Regions from separate parts of the Mus musculus genome. Here region 1 is linked to region 2. Evidence: chromatin contacts called from public promoter capture Hi-C data. All regions are on one chromosome and are shown on one strand. Each heading gives the region's core, a stretch centred on a gene start, on an enhancer-like site or on the middle of the called end of the contact. The rest is flanking DNA. Distances are from core to core; before and after follow the strand shown. Region 1 holds the start of Mfsd2b (major facilitator superfamily domain containing 2B). Region 2 holds the start of Cenpo (centromere protein O).

What was found. Promoter capture Hi-C pulls out the DNA fragments that hold promoters and counts their contacts.
Region 1: a promoter capture Hi-C map of liver shows a contact between it and region 2, with 5 times the contacts expected there. The contact joins the promoter of Mfsd2b here to the promoter of Cenpo in region 2. A contact is called at or near these places in 3 of 39 promoter capture datasets (hippocampal neurons and liver), 2 of 115 datasets of contacts at active chromatin or transcription factors (acute myeloid leukemia and bone marrow-derived macrophages) and 1 of 9 other capture datasets (liver).

What each region holds. Positions count from the first base shown.
Region 1 is chr12:4,871,474-4,876,263 of GRCm38.p6, reverse strand. Mfsd2b (major facilitator superfamily domain containing 2B) reads left to right here and starts at 1,905. Exons shown (of 14, transcript NM_001033488.2): 1 at 1,905-1,993; 2 at 4,763-4,790. The coding sequence starts at 1,928.
Region 2 is chr12:4,232,323-4,236,764 of GRCm38.p6, reverse strand. It overlaps Cenpo (centromere protein O), which reads left to right and starts at 2,800. Exons shown (of 7, transcript NM_134046.6): 1 at 2,800-3,013; 2 at 3,108-3,234. The coding sequence starts at 3,189. It overlaps Ptrhd1 (peptidyl-tRNA hydrolase domain containing 1), which reads right to left and starts at 2,752. Exons shown (of 2, transcript NM_001204912.2): 1 at 2,487-2,752; 2 at 1-402. The coding sequence starts at 2,738. The coding sequence ends at 232.

The sequences.
Region 1 (4,790 bases), core at 656-3,155, 640 kb before region 2:
TTACCTTATATACATATGTTGTAATTATTTGCAGCACAGAGTTTTTCATTTCACTGCAGTGCAGTTGTGCTGTGTCCTAAGGAACAGTTGTCTAACTAATATGTGCATTAACCTCTTGTTGCCAGACTTATGGTCACAGCCTGTTTCCCAGCAAACCGGGTTTGAGTCATCCACCCTCCACGCACCAATTCAAAGAGTCAAATGAATAGTGAAAGGCAAGAAGGGAGATGTATTCAGTGTGGGCACTGTTGGGGTTCAGGAATCTCCACGTACACCATACAAAGTGATCTCAGTTAAGCAAGATTAGTTTACTGAACGCACACCTTAATGCTGGACGTCCAGGACCGCCGACAGGACTGCGGGAGCCTAATTGCGGTACTAATCTCTCAGAGTAGACTTTTTACAGGAAAAACCAGGTTCAAAGGTTTAAAGAGCAGGGAGGGGAGCAGTTGGCTCACTAAGCAAAGTGTTATCAGCTAACCTTTAGGCTGATTGGTCCTGGGTTAGGTAAAGGGGTTAGTGGATGGGTGCAGGAGAATTGCAGAGCTTTGGGATAGCAGCACAAGAATTATAACTTTTGGTTTATTAGTAGCAGCAACAAAAACCACATACGTACATGCAGTGCTCACATATGTATGTATGAGCTCATAGGGAGGTGCAGGAAGGGCTGCCTCATGGTCAGCTCTGACTCTAGCTATTTCAGATATAACAGTTAATATTGAACTTTGATGGCCATGTAATGCTTTGTGGAATTTCTTTTTCTTTTCTCTCTTTCCTTTTTATTTTTTAATCTCTTAAGATCAGCAAACCTCATATAGAACATTCAAAATATACAGAACAAAACACAAAACAGGGTATGTGGTTAGCATGGCCTTGAGCCAAGTCACTTCTCTGTGTTGGTGATTGACAGGTATGAAACAAAATGGCTAAAGCTATTTTGGGGGTGGGGTGGGGTGAGCAGACCATACCAAGCACACCGAGGAGAGGAATCCAAAGATCCAGTGGCCTCCGAAGTCCATCTCCAAGAGAATGTAACGCCGCAGCACATCAAAGTTGACACATTGGAAATCTTTCTCTTAAGTTGGCTGGCCCTAGCCGGGCGTGGTGACGCACGCCTTTAATCCTAGCACTTAGGAGGCAGGGGCAGGGGGATTTCTGAGTTCGAGGCCAGCCTGGTCTACAAAGTGAGTTCCAGGACAGCCAAGGCTACACAGAGAAACCCTGTCTTGGAAAAAAAAAAAAAAAAAGTTGGCTGCCCAGCCCCTTTACTCCTAGGAGGAATTTTTTGGGTTTTGGGTTTTTTTCCCCCCTTGGGGGTAGGGGTCGACTAATTTCTGGGACCCATTGTTTCAGTAGTCTGATAATACAAGGAAGGATAGTCACACTATTTTCTTGTTAGGTGTTTATACAGTGTGGTCTTTTGCCTTTTGAAAGTATGTCCTGGGTGAGCTATCACACCCACCACACTTCATTCACCCTCCAGGACTTGGTGGCACAGCTGTAGTTGCAAGTCCCCTATAGGAAAAGCCTGGGAAATGTGTAGTTCGGGCTGAGTCCACTCAGCCACAGTTTTAATCTGGACAAGTGAAGTGCTTTATTTAAATAGGTTTATTTGCTGGCTTTCACCCAAGGCGGGGTTAGCTGAGGGTTTCTGTCTACAACATGTCTGCCAAGAAACAAACAAGATCGTCCCTGAGGACTTGACCGCTTTTTCCCAGGTGTATGGAGATTGGAGTTCCTCCTTGGAGAGGAGGACCCGAAGCTTCGAGGTCCTGGGTATCCCCACACTGCTGCCTCAGGTGGCACGCGGCTACTAGAGCTCCCGGAGGGCGGGCTGCCTGCACAATGGGACCACGCCCACTTGGCCAGATCCACCCTCCCGATAGTGACTGCGCTGCGGCAGCAGTCGGAGCTTAACAGCCACGGGATGTCGGTGCCCCATGGACCCACCCCCGCTCCTGTCGCAGAGCCTCACACCCAGGAGCCAGGCTCGGTGAGCGTCAGGGTGGGAAGAGGGAAGCCGGGCTACTCAGCGCTCCCAAGAGCAGGGAAGAACCTACCACAGCACTTTGTCCAGTTGTTGGGTAGTGTGTGGTTTGGCGCCACTGGGACACCCCAGAGAAAATAGGAAGGCATCCCAAGTCCTAGTGTGAAGTAACACAGCTTTATTCAAGTAGGCAGGCTGGAAGGACCAGATCTCCAGTGTCCTGACTGCAGATCCTCCTGGAGGCTTCTTAGCCCAGCGAAGGGAGCTGCCTCCTTTCCCCAAACTCCTGGTAGCTCCGGTTGACTTAGCCTCCCTCCGAAATTGTGGTGCTCGCCAGGTACCAAGTTCTCCTTAGAGGATTCTCCGGATGCCCAGGCAGGGGCTTGAGAGATTTGGGTAGAGGGGAGATGGGAACCCAAGGTCCTTAGACCCTCTGCGTTCTCTTCGTGGCAAAAAGTGGCCCTCAGTTGGGAGACCCCGTGCCTAGGTGTGCCTGTAGTCTCAGTACCTGACTGGGGAGGCTAAGGCAGGAAGATTTCTTGATGTTCTGGGAAATATAATTAGAGCTATCGCCTTAACAGTTAGGAAAAGTGGATGAGTAAGAGACATGGCCCGGTGGCTGCAGATCTCAGATGGTAAGATGGTACTGGGGGTGGGGTGGGACCTCACCTCTCCCAGAATTTAGAGAACTGAGGTGATATGTGATATTAATGGAAAAAGGAAAAGAAACCTAAGACTGCCATGAAGCAGCAGTGTTTGACTACGTTAATAATGCTATGAGGTGCATGTCTTCATTTTGCTTATCAAGCAACAAGTTCCGCAGGTCACACAGCCAGTTTGTTCGCTCCATGTAGTGTAGTGTAGATTCCATGGACTCTATGGGGCTGATGGGGTAAGGAGACCCAGCATCACTCAGTGTGTGAGTCTGTCTCATGTCAGTTTCAGCTGGAGTTTGTTGTAACGGCCTTTCTATTATCTCAAACCTCCACAGGCCCATTTAGGGTAAACAAGAGACTCATTAAAGGATGGGAATCCGCTCACACTGGATTCTGCCTGTAAAGTTTTTCTGGCAGTTGCAATGATGTCCACACAGATGTCAGAAGAAGAATACATCCAGCCTTGAGTGTGGTTTTTCTCCTAGGGTAGGAAATGTGTGAAGTTTGTGATATGCCTTATCTAGGAAGACCTTTCCCTTCCTCACAGCCTGCCTGTGGTGGTGTCTACAAGATACTGAAATGGACGAAGTCCACACTCCCTCCCACCCCACTCTGCCCCCAAAGGATGAAAAAAATAAAATGATTCCTAGCCTTAGTTGAAGATTACTTTACAGCATCCTCATAGCCATTCACTGCTTAGAAACATTGAGCACCTACTGTCCGCTTGGGAACTAGAGGCTCCACAGTGAGTGAAAGGGCTTACTTACATAGCGCTGGGGAGGGGTGGGAAGTAATCGAGAGTATACCAGCCAGCTGGGCAACCTGGGGTGTCAGGAATGCCTCTAAACTCATACCCGAATGGTGAGCAGTCAGCTCTTAAAAGACACAGACATACTTTCCAGAGAAAAAAAAGCAATGGTCTCAAGGGGTTTGAACAATAAGAAACTCCCACCAACAACAAAAAAAAAAAAAGCTATTGAAAGGAGAGGCAGAATAGACGTGGAGTGGGCTCCTGCAGGCTGTCTTGAGGACTTGGGCATTCGCTAGACAAGAAAGGCAAGTTGTGGGTTTTAAGCAGAGAACAGCCATGGTCTGCTTTATAGTCAAAGAACACTGCCCACTGCAGGAGAGTGGGATGGCTGCAAAGGAGCCACTTAGGGGCTCACCTGATAGCTGTGGCAGGGGGACTGCAAAAGAGGAACCAAGGTGACCAAGGTTTGTGGCCTGAGCTACAGCAAACAGTGCTATTTAATGCAATGTGGCAAATGGGGTTCAGAGCTGGTTTTCATACCGGGATAGTAGCAAGCCGTGTAGACTATGTGGGGCTGTTTGTTGACTCCACTGGATGGCTGAGGGACTGTGAAATTCCACATTCCAGACATTCACACTAGTTGGTGATACTGCTGTTTTGATAATCAGCCTTTCCAGAAGAAAGGGGGAGAGCTCTCATTTGTAAGGTTTGCTGGTGTCTGCAACATACACACCCCCATCATAGCTGATGCCAGGGGCTCAACAGGTAGCTTGCAAAAGTCATAAACACCGGACAACTGAGTGGGTAGAGGTACCTGTCACCATGTCTGATGACCTGAGTTTGATACCTAGAGTCCCCATGGAGGAAGGAGAGATCATAATGTGACCTCCACATGTGTGCTGTGGTTCATACACAAAATAAATGTAATATAAAAACCCAAACATCAAACGACCGATTCTCAGAGCCACTTTCATTCGGTCATCACAACATCCTTATGAAGCTGGCAGGTAACTGCAGGTGACAGAAGAGGAAAACAAATCCTACAAGTATAAGTGGGTTTATTCAAAATTACACTGGGACCTACAGTTCACTCTGATCACTGACTCAGTACAGAAAGTGACTGTAGCAGGAAGCATGGGGCCTGGGGGTAAGGAAGAACTTCCCCCTGGAATGACTTAGAGGTCAGGGTTTATAATTCTGTTTTTTTAATTCTCACTTCCCCATAGGATGACTTGGGGGCAAAATGAGGCTAAGATTGCTGCGTCCTTAAGCTATCAGGGAATCACAGGATTTTTATGGAAGTCATGGGGATGTGGAGAGCTGTTTTGGGCTTGTACGGATAGCGGTTAGTTCCTGTGTCTCCCCTAGGACAAGAGAGATGGTCGCCTCTCAGTCT
Region 2 (4,442 bases), core at 1,551-4,050:
AGTGATGCTTATCCACTCTCCTCACTTGAACTTAGTGGCAATGATGATAATGATGATAGTAGTAGGTGCTTATTAATGAGAGCTTTAATTTGAATTTGTGCTGGTTCTTAAGAAACCACCATAACTAGAGGGGAAGAGTATAACAACATTGAAAGGAACCCACAATGCTTCAGGATGGTGGCCATTTGGCTCCCCAGACCCAGCTGACTTTCAGTTCTCCCAGAACTACAGTCACTTGAACAATCGGAACTTCTTCAAATACTGGCTCACTTCTTCCTTGGGGTATGGCCTCAGGGCTATGCATGTGGCAATGTTCTCCGGCTGCTCCAGCCACAGCGTGTGGTCAATGTTCTTCTGCTGCAGGGTCTCAGCCAGCTCCTTCAAGGTGGTCTCATCAGCAGCCTACAAGTTGCAGAACACACAACACAGACTGAATGACCCATTTAGGAAGTGTCAGAAGGTCACAAGAGTGGGGACGGGCTCTGTAACTGGAGCTGTGGCTCCACCAAAGAACTGTAGAGCAACAGTTGTGCCCATTGGTTTGCTATTTCCTTTTTTTAGGATCTTACAGAAGTGGCTAGGAAGGGGCTGAGAAGGAGGCTCGATACCCTGTTAATAAAATGCAATTCTCTTTTTTGTATTGAATTCTGCTATATAGTTTCTAGTTCCCTATGGCTGGCGCCTACTGCAGCTCACCTTCACCCTTAAGCTATCTGTGACTCAGCTGACCACTGGGAAGACTTCTAAAATTACATATACTTTCCTTCTCCCTCTCTCATCCCCTCAGGCCCAAGCCTAAGTTGATGCAGGACACATCTCTCAACTATTTGATATAAGAGGGCTCAGTCCACTGTGGGCAGTACCATCCCTAGGCAAATTGGCCTTAAGTGTATAAGTAAAATAGTTGAAGGTCAGGAGAGCCAGTAAACAGTGTTCCTCTGTGGTTTCTGCTTCAAGATTTCTGCCTTAAGTTCCTGCTTTGGCTTCTCTAGATGATTGATGTAACCTGTAAGGTGTAATAAATCCTTTCCTTCCCAAGTTGATTTTTTTTTGGCCATGGTATTTTTCTCAGCAACAAAAAGCAAACTAGAATATTATATTATGCATGCACACTGAGAATAACTTGTAAGATTTGTTTTTGTTTTTTTTTTCTTCCCATCAAGTGAGTCCAGGGATAGAACTAGGGTTGTCAGACTTGGTGGCATATGCCTTTACCCAATGAGCCATCTCACCAACCCTTTTCATCTACCCTATTATATGCTTTTTGGTCAGCAGAATAGGATCTAAGGCCAACAGGATCTTGACCTGGATACAAATACAACTTTTTTAAATTCCAGGAGATCTAGGAGAAGGCTTTCTGGTAAAGAATATCATATGGTCCTAACCCTTAAGAGTTAGTCCAGGAGCTGAGGAGATGCTCCGTGTCCAGAGGACCAGAGTTCAGTTCCTAGAACCCACAGTGGGATGTTCTCACTGCCTATAACTGCAGAAGAGCCTACATCCTACTCTGTCCTCCCATGTGCATACGTCCCACAGACACACACACCTACACGTCTGCACCCATGTGCATACGTCCCACAGACACACACACCTACACGTCTGCACCCATGTGCATATGTCCCACAGACACACACACCTACACAGAATTTAAGTAGATCTTTAAAAAAGGGTTAATCAAATGCGTATGTAAATCACCAAGATGGGAAAGGACCCCTCAGAAAGTTGAACACAGATGTAGGTTGGCACGTTGGTCCCTTTGGCCATTGTTCCTCCACTCTCACCCCTTTGCCAGTGTTTTCCTGGATAAAGATTTCTCTAGAGAAGCAGGTGCTATGTAAATGTCAGTTAGGAGACTTGAGACTCAGAGCTTCTGAAAAACATACTCCTTTTCCCCACTCACTGAGCATTTCTCCTTTTAAATAAACAGCCTCTATTTCTTACTAACAATATTAAGGCAGTGCTAATTTTAGGCCCAGCTTTTTTCTTTTTCTTTCTTTTTTTTTTTTTTTTTTTTTTTTTTTTTGAGACAGGGTTTCTCTGTATAGCCCTGGCTGTTCTGGAACTCACTTTGTAGCCCAGGCTGGCCTCGAACTCAGAAATCTGCCTGCCTCTGCCTCCCAAGTGCTGGGATTAAAGGCGTGCGCCACCTCGCCCGGCTAGGCCCAGTTTTAAAAGGCAGATTGGTGCACAGGCATAAGCGCCACGCTTTCCCCAGCTTCGTTCCCAGGGATCTAAGGGACACTGGAACAACCAATTTCTGGTGAACGCTGTGATAGCAGGGTCTGCGTCGGTTCTTCACAGTCATGCTCTGCCAAAGGGAAGGTTCACTGCGTAGCGCAGACCATTCCCAAACTCTTAGTGATCCCTCCTACAATCATGCCACACGTACTTCCGGAAGCTAAGGGTTGGGCCCAAGAGCAGATCTACTTCCGGCCTCGGCACCCCACCCCCGTTTAGGGTCCCTCCGGATACTCCCCACGCCTCACCTCGAGAACCACCTTGCGCATGCGCCCCAGCTCCCGGAGATAAGCTGCCGTGTGCGGATGGTCTCGATGAAGGTGCAAGGCTGCTGTGGCGGCGTGACAAGCCTGCGCTACCAGTGCGCCGGTGGGCCAGGAAAAGGGAGCCTGAGATAGATCCTTTCGTAATACTAAGTACTGTACAAGGATCTGTGGCTCCACCCCAGAGCATGCCATCTTCCTGATCATCAGACTGGCCGGACGTACCTTGCGGTGCATGCTGGGATTAGTGTGGAGCTGCTGGGCGCCACCATGTTCGTGTACGGCGGAAGCACAAAGCACTCTGGGATCAGTGGGTTACGTTGTTACTTCAGTTGCTCTCGGCGGGAATTCTTAAACTGCATCCTGAGTGAGGGAGCTTTGGCGAGAAAGCAAGACCCAGTGGTAGACAGATTAGCATTACTGTACAGCTTCTTTGGGTGTTCGAGGAAGCCCGGCTGGACCATAGTGGCCACGGCGGTGAGGTAGGCGTGGACAGGGCTGACCAGTCCAAGGTAAGGGACGCCAGCGGGGACACTTTGCTTATCCCGGGACTGTCAGGCAATAGTGGCAATAGATTGGTGATTGCGTGTCTTTTACTATTTACAGTTAAGGACGTTCGGGTCCATGTTAACCCTGCCTTGTACGTCCAGCATCGTAAGAAAAAACACTTGAGAACCCGAAGAGGAGATGGAGTCTGCAAATACTTTGTGTCCAGGCAGGAAGTGCAAAGGAGGTATTCAAAGGGGTTTGGCTTTCTCTGTACCACAGTGTTTCCAGACTTTATTGCAAAGGAAGGGACACTGTAAGGCAGTAACTTTGGCGATTAGATATGGATTTGATTCAGGGCTCTATCTTAGGAAATTTTGTGGCTTGGACACATTATAGTTCTGCCTCATTTTCTTTCTCCTTTAAACAAAACTTAATGTGAAAGCATCATGTGGGTTGAAATTGTTACTAAAAACTAAAAGTTTGATGACTTAATTGTTAAAAATATGTTGCAATCAAGTATAATCCATACCCTAGAACTAAATTACTATGTAATCCCAAATTTGCCAGTAACTTGCCCTTCTGTGTGTCAGCACACCTGGCTAAACAAGTGACGAGTGAAAGTTTGTGAATAATCATCAAACTTCGACAGGTCAATTATTCTCCAGTTCCCTTGTCATCTCCAATCCAAAAGATTGAAACATTTAGTTATGATTATGTTGGTTTTCTCTCTCTGCTTGGCAATTACCACTGCTTATCGTGTGAACTTGGAGAGGAACTAAATACAGCAGAGAGAAGGAACTGCTGTGCTCAGGCTCCAGAGGAAATAAAAGAAGTCAGGAGTCAGTAACGGGAAGAAAAGCAAGTGAAGGGCCAACATGCTGCCTACTGTGGCTCTCTCTTGATCTTATGCAAGTTGGTTTGTTTGTTTTTTAAAGGAGCTATACACTAGTAATTTGATGTCTAGCCTTGGCTGGATAGATGAATGAGCCAGGTCTGGGCTGTCCCAAGACAAATGAAGAAAGGATTTTTGTGAATGTATATTCTTGTGAACCCTGCAAAGTAAATATTGGATCTGCTTAAGGAAACTAGTTACATGAGGTGAAGCATTGGACTTCTCTAGGGAGGTTTCATCTGGGTTGTGGGAAAGCATGGAGAATCGGCCTTTCCCACCATAGATTTGTGCTTCTGTGATAAGCAGGCTTAGATGAAATGCTGCTGCCCACAAAGCAAGCAGTAGACAAATCAGGAGTCTCTTGTTCTTTTCAAGTGAGCGTACTAATTAGTGGGTGTTTTTACACCAGTGGCCAGCAGAGAGGTTAATGGTCTCTGGTTTGGTTATTTGGGCCTATGGCTTTATAAATTTATGGCAGACCAGTTGTGATGGTACATGTCTTTGATCCCAGCACTCTGGGTGGAAGCAGGTGGATCTCTGTGAGTTCAAGGACAGCCTGA